Linked DNA regions of Zea mays: regions 1 and 3 are each linked to region 2. Evidence: chromatin contacts called from public Hi-C data. All regions are on one chromosome and are shown on one strand. The core of a region is the stretch at or near the end of the contact, and the rest is flanking DNA. Distances in the headings are between cores, read along the strand shown.

Region 1 (3,512 bases), core at 785-3,284, 440 kb before region 2:
CAGTCTGGTTTGTGACGTTGGCCCCCTTGCCTTTTTAGAACATTGTTCATTTGTTCTGTAATTTCCTCACTCTGGACTTTCCATCTGACGCATCTTATCCTTTGTGGAACAATAACCAAGAAAGATTCTGCTGCTTCTGTTCCTGCCAAAAGTAAATCTGTCTGAACAAACTTGTTTGGCTGAACTATTGTTGCCCTTGATTACATATGTGACTGTCTTGGGGATGCAACTGTGGAGTCTTTGAGATGGAACTGTCCTTTGTGGAACAATAACCAAGAAAGATTCTGCTTCTTCTGTTCCTGCCAAAAGTATATCTGTCACAAACTTGTTTGGCTGAACTATTGTTGCCCTTGAATACACAAGCCTATGTGACTGTCTTGGGGATGCAACTGTGGAGTCCTTGAGATGAAACTGGATTTACACAAAAGTAAATCCTTTGTGGACTAGCAGTAGTTGCATATACATGGATGGGTTGAAGTTTAGCCATCCTGGTTCATATTCATGTAGTGCAGTTCATATTCATGTTGATATGCAATACAGGTTGGTGTTTGTTCAACTTGAATGCAAGCTAGGATCGGTTGCTTCTATTTATGTAACTCTGTATTATCTCCAGATTAGTATATTCATATATTCATCTTGTTATATGGTGCACTAGGATCTTGAACAATAATTTTATTGGAGCTGGTTGTTGTGGCAATGGAGCATCTTCTACCTAGGCCAAATGAGATGGAGTCTGTGGCATGTTTTGGTTTGAGTCCGGTCATTCCATGATTTTTATTGGAGCTGGTCTTGTGGCAATTGAGCATCTTGAGCCTAGGCCAATCTAGATGGAGGACTCCTAGTTTTATTGGCGAAGATGTTTTTGTGGAGTCCGATCGTTCCATGATTTTTATTGGAGCTGGTCTTTGGCAATTGATGAGCATCTTCTTCCTTGGCCAAATTGGATGGACTCTAGTTTTGGTTTGAGTCCGACCATAGAATGATTTTTATTGGAGCTGGTTCTTGTGGCACTTGGGCATCTTCTCCCTTGGCCAAATAGGTGGACTCACTAATTTTGTTGGACGAGATTAACTGTGGAAGGTTTCGATGTTTTACAATTGGAACACATTCACTGTTCATTCCTGAGTATTTAAACGCGATACTTCAGATACCTTCTCGTACTAGGTTTACTTATTGATCATAAAAAAATTCCTGTTTTTTTACGTAGCGTCTTTGTTGCTTCTCTGTTGTTTTACACATGTGCTCTGCTGCTTTGTATTTTACTGCTTCTTTGTTGTTTTACACATGTGCTCTGCTTCTTTGTTATTTTACACGTGTGCTCGATGTTCATCCATAAAATATGCTAAAAGAATAGCTACTTCGTTTGGCGCAAAAACCAGTTACGTGTTTTGTTTATTTTTATAATGTCTGAGAACATGATTTTTTTTTTGTTGTATTATTTGTGTTCCCTGTTTGTTTGTTTGTTTGCGGTTTAACACTGCCTTTGCCGGTCCCAAGCCCGGATGCGAAAATGTGGAGGGAACTGCAGGTTGCTTGGCGAACCGTTCAGGTTTAGTGTTGAGACTTCCTTTTAAGACATGCTGTGCCACTGAATGAACGCATCATAATGAACTTGGACAATTGTCAGGCGCGCAGCAAGTTGCTTACCTGAACCCGTTTCATCTATTGAGATGTGGGAATTAAAGTTTGAGCCACAGGCACCGGCTGACAGACTTATCATGAAAGCGTCTTCGAAATGGACACCTAACGCGCGTTAATATTGTTTATCTTAAATTAGCGTACCTCAACGTTATCGTGGAGATAAACCAGCATATCAATAGCAGTATCTATCCAGCTCCTTTTTTTACGCTACCTGGACGTTTTTAGCTAATTTTATCAGACCTAGCAGTAATCACAGAGCTGTCAAACAAAACTGTCAAACAGAGCAGAAAGATGAAGTTTTCTGAAACTGAGGAAATAACCATACCCTAAAGTTCGCTGCTCGCAGCGTCGGCATGGTGTGCTTCATTGATAATGTGTGTTCAGACGGGAGAAGGAGAGAAAGCGTGGGGCACGTCACACGTAGGAGGGTGTGTTTGGTTTGGCTTTGGCTTTTGCCTCTCTAAAAGCCAAAAGCCAACCAAAGGGCTGGATCCAGGAAGCAGCTTTTTCTAAAACCTGACTTTCTCGCAGTGTAAATCTGAAAGCATCCCTGGATCTGCTTTTAGTGGCTTTTCGGATGAAACTGTGAAAACATATATCGAAGAACTTTTAATGACTTTTAGTGATTTCCACTAAACGGTTTTTAGCTTTTTAACAGCTTACAGCCTACAGCAGCTTTTTCTACAGCTCACAGCCCACAGTAACTTTTTTCACAGCCACAGCCCAACCAAACAGACCCGGAGTACAAGAGGACAATATTCTTCTAATGGTAAAATGCATTTTCGGTCCTAAATCTTGTCTACATGTGTCAATTCGACCAATAAATAAATAAAATGTCTGTTTATATCTCTGTTACGTTCTAACGTTCGCCGGTTAGTGGGGGTATGGCACCCTAATTTCGGGATGGGGGGTCTCACCGGCGTCGGCGTGCACCACGGGCCGCTGCTCACCGTGATTAAGTGTTTGTGTTGGATTGTCCACGGCAATTACTAGACCAATAAGCTCGGGATGTCTTGGGCTTGGTGTCAATGTCACGGGGATCCGGGATTTGCAACTCGGGTGCCAGGTCGTTTGTCTCGGTGGGCTCGCCGCCGCGCCACCGTTTGGTCGCGCCGAGGGTAGGAGATGACGGGGGGCGTTGGATTGGTACCGACGGCTCGGATTAGCGGCAGGTTACCGTTTCGGTGAATGGAATCATGACCGTTGATATTGAATCCTAAGGCTGAATGCAGATCGCGTTTCATAAAACCTTATCCGTCGATCTTAGATCCTGCGACCCTTAACCCGTACCGGTTCAATTTAGGTTAGTCGTGATTGTGTTCGTTCGGGTTTGATCGGACGGTTGGGATCGCATGTGGTCATGACGCCAAGGTAGAATTGTATAAGAGCCCCTCTACTTCCGCGGTATCAACCCGTAGTCCTGGCGGACGAATTCTGAGTCTTATGAATAGTTGTGCAATGGCCCCAGTTTTCGGTTAAATCTTGCGCCGAGTCCAGGAGCTAGAAAATCAAGGGAAAAGGAAATATCAATTTATTTTATTGTAAAAATAATTGTTAGAACTTATTTAATTCCTAGCAAATTCATATTAATTTCAAATTGATCCATTCCAATTTCTATAATTTTGTAATAATGTTGTTCATCACATAGTGTCTCTATTTTGACATGAAAATCGTATTAAAATTTATCTCTTAGTTAATCATGTATCAAATACATAAAACCTTCATAAATTCTTTTTCCTATGATCATATTTTAATATGTAGATTATTAATATGAATTTTGTATACATGTTTGGTGTGATAGTAATTTCCTCTTTGTACTATGCTTGTTTGTATTGTGGCGAGTAGAAGAGCCAGTGTCTGGTGATTCCGGT
Region 2 (3,433 bases), core at 90-2,589:
TATCACCGTCTGTGCATGCATGCATGCATGCGAATCTGCATTCTTTCTCAGTGCAATACGAGACAACCGCTTTGAGAGTTTTGACTGGGCACTCTCCACTTTATTCCTCGCGCAAGTAACACAAATGGGCTCTCATTCGGTCGCTACAGAGGTTTCGGGAGCAAGAGTGCAACTGTGCAAGACCGCTTCCCACGCGCTAACCGCTTGCTCCTACGCGGTCAAAGGAGATCCGGTGGATCGGCCCTTCTCTTAGCGCGGCGCATGGGCATCCTGGCGCGCAGTGGGGCCTAGAGCAGCACGGCGACTGGCGTGGCGTGCGACCTTGCCGTGGGAGGTACAACTGTGGTGTGGGCACGTCGGCATGGGCGCGACTTCTGGCGCGTCTCCGGCGCGGACGTGGCTACTAGCGCAGCACGACCTTCGGCACGACATGGTTCAGCTCGATGAGGGCGCGACTGACGGCGCGGGTGTCGCTGCCGACGTGAGCACGGCTTTCGACGCGTCGTTCATGCTGGCATGCAGGCGCAGGGACTACCGAACGCTGCGCGTGGGCTCGGACGTTCGGCTGCAGGCCGTAACTGCCAGGACGATTCATGTAGCGCGAGACCAGAGCTGTCGTCGCATGTTCTTCTCCAACGAACAAGCAGATCCAATCTACTTAGAAGGACATACCATTCGATTGTGTAGAGGAATCGAAGCCTGTCGCGTAAGACAGTTTGGCTAGGCCGGAGACCTGTCGGATTGACGGAGAGTTGATGCAGATCCAATCCCGCAGCAACGTCGAGGTAGAGCGTGCTGATAACGTGTTGAGAACTACGTTACCACGGATCACCAGATCCGCTCCCTTCCCCCCGTCAGCAGTAGAGGCGCGAGAAGTTGTGGAAGACCCGTCTCCCTTCCCATAAACACGACAGAGGAAACACACGAGACACTGGATATATGGTTGGACCTCTGGCCTCTTTCTCATCTTCATTCCATATGAGGGGTACATGTTCTATATATAGAGACGCGATAGCCCTCAGGGCTATATTCGATATTTGCCCACGTAACCCTTCATTAGGGTTTCTCAACACAGGGGACCGGAGGTGGGACCCATCCATGGAGCCATAGCAATACCGACGGTTCCACAGCTTTCCTTCGCCGCACCGCTTTGCTTCCTCGCAAAGCATCAGATCGTGGTCGAGTCGCCGTCAACGACGCGGCGCTGGTACCGCAGCATCCTTCGCCCCCGCCCCCGTCCCCGTCACCGTATTCGCATCGTCCGGCAAACGGCGACCAGCGCAAACACCTTCCACAAGCCATTGCTTTAGTTTGTTCCCTCTTGCTATAAAATATGCCCGCTCCTGCACTACTACTACTACTACCAGCGATAGTGGCCGGCATCATCCGTCTCGTCTCTCCTCTCCTCTCCTTTTTCCCCCTCCCTGCACAGCGCCGCTCACCGTCACCGGACCACAGCAGCGATCGATGGCTGAGGTACACAATGAGCGGCCCGTGGGGATGGTGGGCGACGTCCGGGACGCACCGGTGGGCCGCGAGAACGACCTCGAGGCCATCGAGCTCGCGCGCTTCGCGGTCGCCGAGCACAACAGCAAGACCGTAAGACGCGTTCCGCACATTTTTTTTTTAAGTTTTGAGATCGGAGCCCTCACATGGATGCATAATACACGCGCAGAACGCGATGCTGGAATTCGAGAGGCTGGTGAAGGTGAGGCACCAGGTCGTGGCCGGGACCCTGCACCACTTCACCGTCGAGGTGAAGGAGGCCGGCGGCGGCGAAAAGAAGCTGTACGAGGCCAAGGTGTGGGAGAAGGCGTGGGAGAACTTCAAGCAGCTGCAGAGCTTCGAGCTCGTCGGAGACGCCGCGGTCGCCTGAGGTACAGGATCTTTTTACAGGGAGGGACTAGCACAAGAAATACCATACGGGAACAACACTCACATGGTTCTGTAGAACCGGTTCACCTTGTGCTTGCATAACCATATTTGAGGTAGTAAAGGTATCATCTTCCAGTGCCATGATGTGTTTTTTTCTTCTTCAAGGCGCACAGGCTTTTCGCTGGAGGCTGGAGCACAACAATGAAAGAATTTAACTGTCATCCCACTGGAAAAGTATGATATAATGAATAAACCAGCGTCTTACCCACATGTATTGTACCCTAATGAGATATTTGACCACTGTAATAGAATGAGATGTGCTAAGGAATCTGAAAGCCTTCTTGCTTTTTGTTGCCAACTTGCCATACATGATACATCCGCCAACAGGTCTCAGCTATCCAAGAAAGCAGAAGGATAGATAACATAAAACTGGAGAGCAACTGGAATGTACAAACGGTACTATCTGCGAAAGCAATAGCTGCTAATAGAACCTAACTTGAGAACATTACAGTCAACTAGTCAAACGACCTTAACCTCTGGGACATTATAAGCTACATCGGCAGCTTTGGCGGCTATATGATACATGAGAACTGCTACAGAGTTAAGCTGAACCTACAGTTGTCCTGCTATTCCTACTCATCAACTCTGAAGCTATATAACGGCGGAGCTAGTCTTCATTGTCATAATCCTCGTCCTCCTCCAATCTATGGTTTGTTGACAGAGCAAACTGGACAGGGTCCATCTCCATCTTGTTCATGTCAGCCAGTTCCCAAGCACCAAAGAAGTCCTTGAGTTTTGCTCCTTCCCTTAACCGTGGAACAGATGGTCCAGGTGCTGCAGTGGCTGCAGCGCAACTAGTTGCTGGAGCTGACAGCTGGGGTTCGGGTGGCACTGTAACCTCATCCTCTTCATCGGTTGGATCTAAATTCAAGTCAATGTTCCTTAAGGAAGGCCTGGCATTGCTCATTGGTGTAGTGTCCTGTTTTGCTTCAGTTACATTCGAGACCTCATCTGCTACCTCCACCTTTAGGCTGGCTACCTTGCTAGATTGATTCTCCTCCTTGAATTGTTCAGGACTTGTGACCACCTCCCGCCAAGGTCCACGTACACTACGGCGACCTCTCCCACGACCTCTCCCACGGCCTCTGCCATTGCTTGTATGGCTTTCTGTCTCCTACACAAAAGCAACTCATTCAGAAAAATGAGCTCAGAAAATCTAAGGATCAATAAAAAATGGGATGATTATATTCGATAATACGAAGGGAACAGCAGGAAACTAAGTTCTGACAAATACTTTAAATTAATATCAACATCGGTTGAAATAGACCAATCTAGTCACTAAATTTTCCTCTCTTTTTTTTTGGCTCCAATATAGCTTTGTCGAGCAAAAACGCTTGTTTTGCTACTTTGCTAAAGGAATGTATGATGTAATCTCCAACCAATGACTATTCCGCTCCCTTGGCAGCTATAGAACTTGTATATAGATGAGAGTATGATTAACAATAATCCAATAAGAAAAGAAAGGGCATCGAAGGAGACAGGCAAGTAACATATTGGT
Region 3 (3,337 bases), core at 246-2,745, 310 kb before region 2:
CAAGCGCTTAAACTTGTTTCCCTGCAAGAAGACAAAAGGAGCATTCTTCATAAACGGGACCAAGAAAATTGGGTCAGGACAGCAAACTATGACTGAAAAAACATACAGGCTTTGGGCGACTGATGCCAGTGATGTTATTATCCTGGAGCAACATATAGTCATCCTCATCGAGCATGAAGTCGTCTGATTCCCTGTGTAATATCTCATACATTTCAGGATAGCGTACACAATATATTGACATTTATCCGTAGTAGGAAGAAATGGAGGTACCTCTTCTTTTTCTTTTTCTTTCTTCGCCTCTCGTCATCACTCTTCTGTTCCTCTTCCTCTCCTTCCACTTCTTCTTCCTCGTCGTCCACTATGAAGTCATCCTTCTCAAATTCATCCTGACCGTCCTCTGCATATAACCATACTTCTACAATTGTTACTTCACAAGCCCAAGGAGAGATCATAATTTGACACTAACAAAAAAAAGTGAAAATAAAACAATAAAATACTGCAATAGCAAAGCATACAAAACTGAATAATTCAAATAATAAGGAAGCAAAACTGCTCCCTGGTGGGGAGAAAACTACACAGCCCACAGAGATAATTGTATATTTGGGACTCTAAACATAGCGCTTCGCAATATTGCCATCCAAAAGATTTACGTCGCAAAAAAGGGACTACAAACATCTTCTACTTGATTATACTACCATTTAAAGTATTGTCTTGCTTTTCTAATCTAATTTCATGTATTTTGTCCCTGATTAGCCATTTTTACCCGTATGTAATTATAGGCACTAACTGAACTTACTACTCGTCTGCGCTCTCGCGCTCAACAGGATCAACAGCTGGCCAACAGGAAGCCAATTGCAACACCAGGAAGCTAGTATTTGCAATTTGCAGCTTGTTTGCGCAGGAACCAGGAAGCTGGTATTTGTAACTTGCAGGATGCAAACAACTCTTAATGTTCACGTAATACTCATGAAACACCAGGACGATGATACAACTTCCATGGCCGGCGTGTCCCTGGGCTGGGCTTATGATGGACGAGGCGCCCCTGTCCAGCATTACATCGCCCAGCGCGCTCTCACCTAGTGCGATCTCGCCCAACGTGGCGGTCGGCGCGGCCTTGGCCAGCGCGCGCAGGGCCGAGCTCGAATGGGAGCCCGACGGACAGTGCAGCAGGGGTGAGCCTGAGGGCCTGGACGGGGTACAGGGTGGCCGTGGCCAAGACGGTGGCCGGTCGTCCATGGCGGCATGGAGACAGAACGCGCACACAAGATAATTTGGTCTCCTTAGGTACAAAATACAGGGAAAGAAGTAATAAAAGGAAGATTATATAGTAAATGGTAGTATAATCAATTAGAACATATTTGTAGTCCCTTTTTTGCAAAGTAAATATTTTGGATGGCAATATTGCGAAACACTATGTTTAGAGTCCCAAATATACAATTGGCTCCAGCCCACAACCGGAGTGAGCCAGAGACAATATGAAGAAATTGTGAGAAAAAATCTGACCATCGTCGTCGTCGTCGTCATCGCGCTCGTCCATATCGTCCCTGTTCCTCCGCGAGGGCCGCGGATCCTCCTCGTCAGCCTCGAACTCATCTTCTAGGGTTCCAAACAAAACCACCAATTTCCATCAGCAAATGCACACAAATTACCACGAAAGAAATCAGCGGAAAATTATACCTTCTTCATCTGAAAGAACCGTGCGCCCCATTGTTCTCGAGGGATTTCAACCTAACCGAACCAATGAAGGATGAATCGGATTAAGTTCGAGACAGTATCAGATCCAGTAAAGGTCATGGGCGTAAACTCAATCTTTTTCGCAAAAAGAAAACGAAAAAAGTTTGTAGGCGTAACACAGGTGTCCTGCAATTGTAACTGGATCATCAGATCCGAATACAGATAGCTAGGGTTTGAGTGCTCGGTTTCGCACAGCAGGAACGGAAGAGAAGGGATACGCGTACCCGGAGGGTGCGCGTCGCCGGCGGAAGTCCCGAAGGCCTCAGCACCGAGCGTAGGACGGAGGCGGCGGCGGCCCAGTCGTCGGCACCAGACAACCACGCGAGAGGAACGGAAGAACACAGTGTGCCGGAGGGGACTGGAATGTAGAACAAAAGGCGGGCCACACCGCCACAGTGAGGTTTCCGGCCCACTAAACGACTTATATCTATCTACTGCACTCTTAAGCTACAGAAAAAAAATCTTCCAACTCTTATATAGGACTTTGTCAAAATGGGTCACTCTACATTACCGCTCTTTAAATTAGGGCGCTCGTCGGTGCGTTTGGAAAGAGGATTAGTCCAGACGGCATCTGTCAGATACCCACGAACGGGTACCTATAGTGAGACCCATAAAACCCTTTCTAGTCCATTTGTCGAGGAAGCCTGTAAAGCGAGGTGTATGACCAAGTCTCCGTCGAACAAGATTGTGAGGCGAGACGTTCGACCAAGTCCCCGTTGAGCAAGGCTGTGAGGCGGGGCAAACGACCAAGTCCCCACCAAGCAAGCCTGCGAGGCGGGCGTACGAAGAAGATCACACCAAACGGACCCGCAAGGAAGGAATTCAGGCCGATGTTGGCCCACAACGGTCGTGACAGCACACATCATCACCAAACTATGTTTGGGCCATGTGTACAGTGCCAAGGAGGACCACGTCAACAAAGTCTCCACAGTAACAACCCACGTACCAGAAAGGATAGGACAACACGTCTAGTGCATACTCGCACATGCTGGAGGGTGACGCAAGGGCATTGACAGAGGATGAAGTTGTACTGAACACGAACCTTAACCTTCGTGTGAGCACGTTCTGCGGGACCCATCAGGTACGGCCGCGTAGACGTATAGCAAGCTACACGGACTCGTAAGTTGGACAGACGAGACAGAATGTCTACCAAGAGTATGGCGGTACATAATCCGTCATAAGGAGCCATACCATATGCAGGCACGCCCCGAGACTGATCCAAAGGGGCCTGTCGTGCACTATAAAAGGGAGTCTCTCTCCCCTTGTTCACACACAAGCAGTAACACGCCTCAAAGCAATAATATGATCAGCACTACGCTGTACTACGGCGAAAGCCTGAACTAGTATAACCCTAGTGTCTCAATTCCTCGCTCGAATCCCCGTGATCCACCATTCGAGAGTGAGTCCGCGCTTGCATCCCCCATCGAACACAAATCTATTGTCCCCAGGTTTCCGAAACCACGACAGTTGTTGCGCCAGGTAAAACCAAAATTTCTCCAACTCACCACATAGAGAGAGGGGTGGGCCGAGCAAGCTCCCAGGGAGTTGCAAGTTAGATGACCGACCCGTAGGTCATTTACTCGGTCCCACGACCAAGGTCGTA

The links. Hi-C and Micro-C count contacts between places; a contact is called where the count stands out from the background.
Region 1: a contact with region 2 is called in a Hi-C map of ear, with 2.3 times the contacts expected there. The contact joins the enhancer-like site here to the promoter of LOC732752 in region 2. A contact is called at or near these places in 3 of 25 Hi-C or Micro-C datasets (ear, leaf and tassel).
Region 3: a Hi-C map of leaf shows a contact between it and region 2, with 6 times the contacts expected there. The contact joins the promoter of LOC103630544 here to the promoter of LOC732752 in region 2. A contact is called at or near these places in 5 of 25 Hi-C or Micro-C datasets (bundle sheath, leaf, tassel and 1 more).

The regions. Positions count from the first base shown.
Region 1 is chr6:167,566,888-167,570,399 of Zm-B73-REFERENCE-NAM-5.0, reverse strand. It overlaps LOC100384100 (a long non-coding RNA gene), which reads left to right. Exons shown (of 1, transcript NR_146418.1): 1 at 1-2,219. Among protein-coding and RNA genes, the nearest start is that of LOC100384100, 8.3 kb to the left of the region's middle. Within about 2 kb of position 2,034, at least 16 of the 20 cell types and tissues checked have an H3K27ac peak or open chromatin away from gene starts, as enhancers often do. A contact at or near this core is called in ear, leaf and tassel, where this site is marked.
Region 2 is chr6:167,123,257-167,126,689 of Zm-B73-REFERENCE-NAM-5.0, reverse strand. LOC732752 (cystatin 3) reads left to right here and starts at 1,339. Exons shown (of 3, transcript NM_001308500.1): 1 at 1,339-1,599; 2 at 1,676-1,877; 3 at 2,041-2,225. The coding sequence starts at 1,468. The coding sequence ends at 1,876. LOC100284240 (dr1-associated corepressor) reads right to left here. Exons shown (of 6, transcript NM_001157135.1): 6 at 2,201-3,049. The coding sequence ends at 2,543.
Region 3 is chr6:167,431,713-167,435,049 of Zm-B73-REFERENCE-NAM-5.0, reverse strand. It overlaps LOC103630544, which reads right to left and starts at 1,495. Exons shown (of 1, transcript XM_008651594.1): 1 at 404-1,495. The coding sequence starts at 1,236. The coding sequence ends at 796. LOC103630545 (transcription elongation factor SPT6 homolog) reads right to left here and starts at 2,303. Exons shown (of 17, transcript XM_020539606.2): 1 at 1,959-2,303; 2 at 1,678-1,728; 3 at 1,504-1,596; 4 at 271-397; 5 at 107-191; 6 at 1-21. The coding sequence starts at 1,708.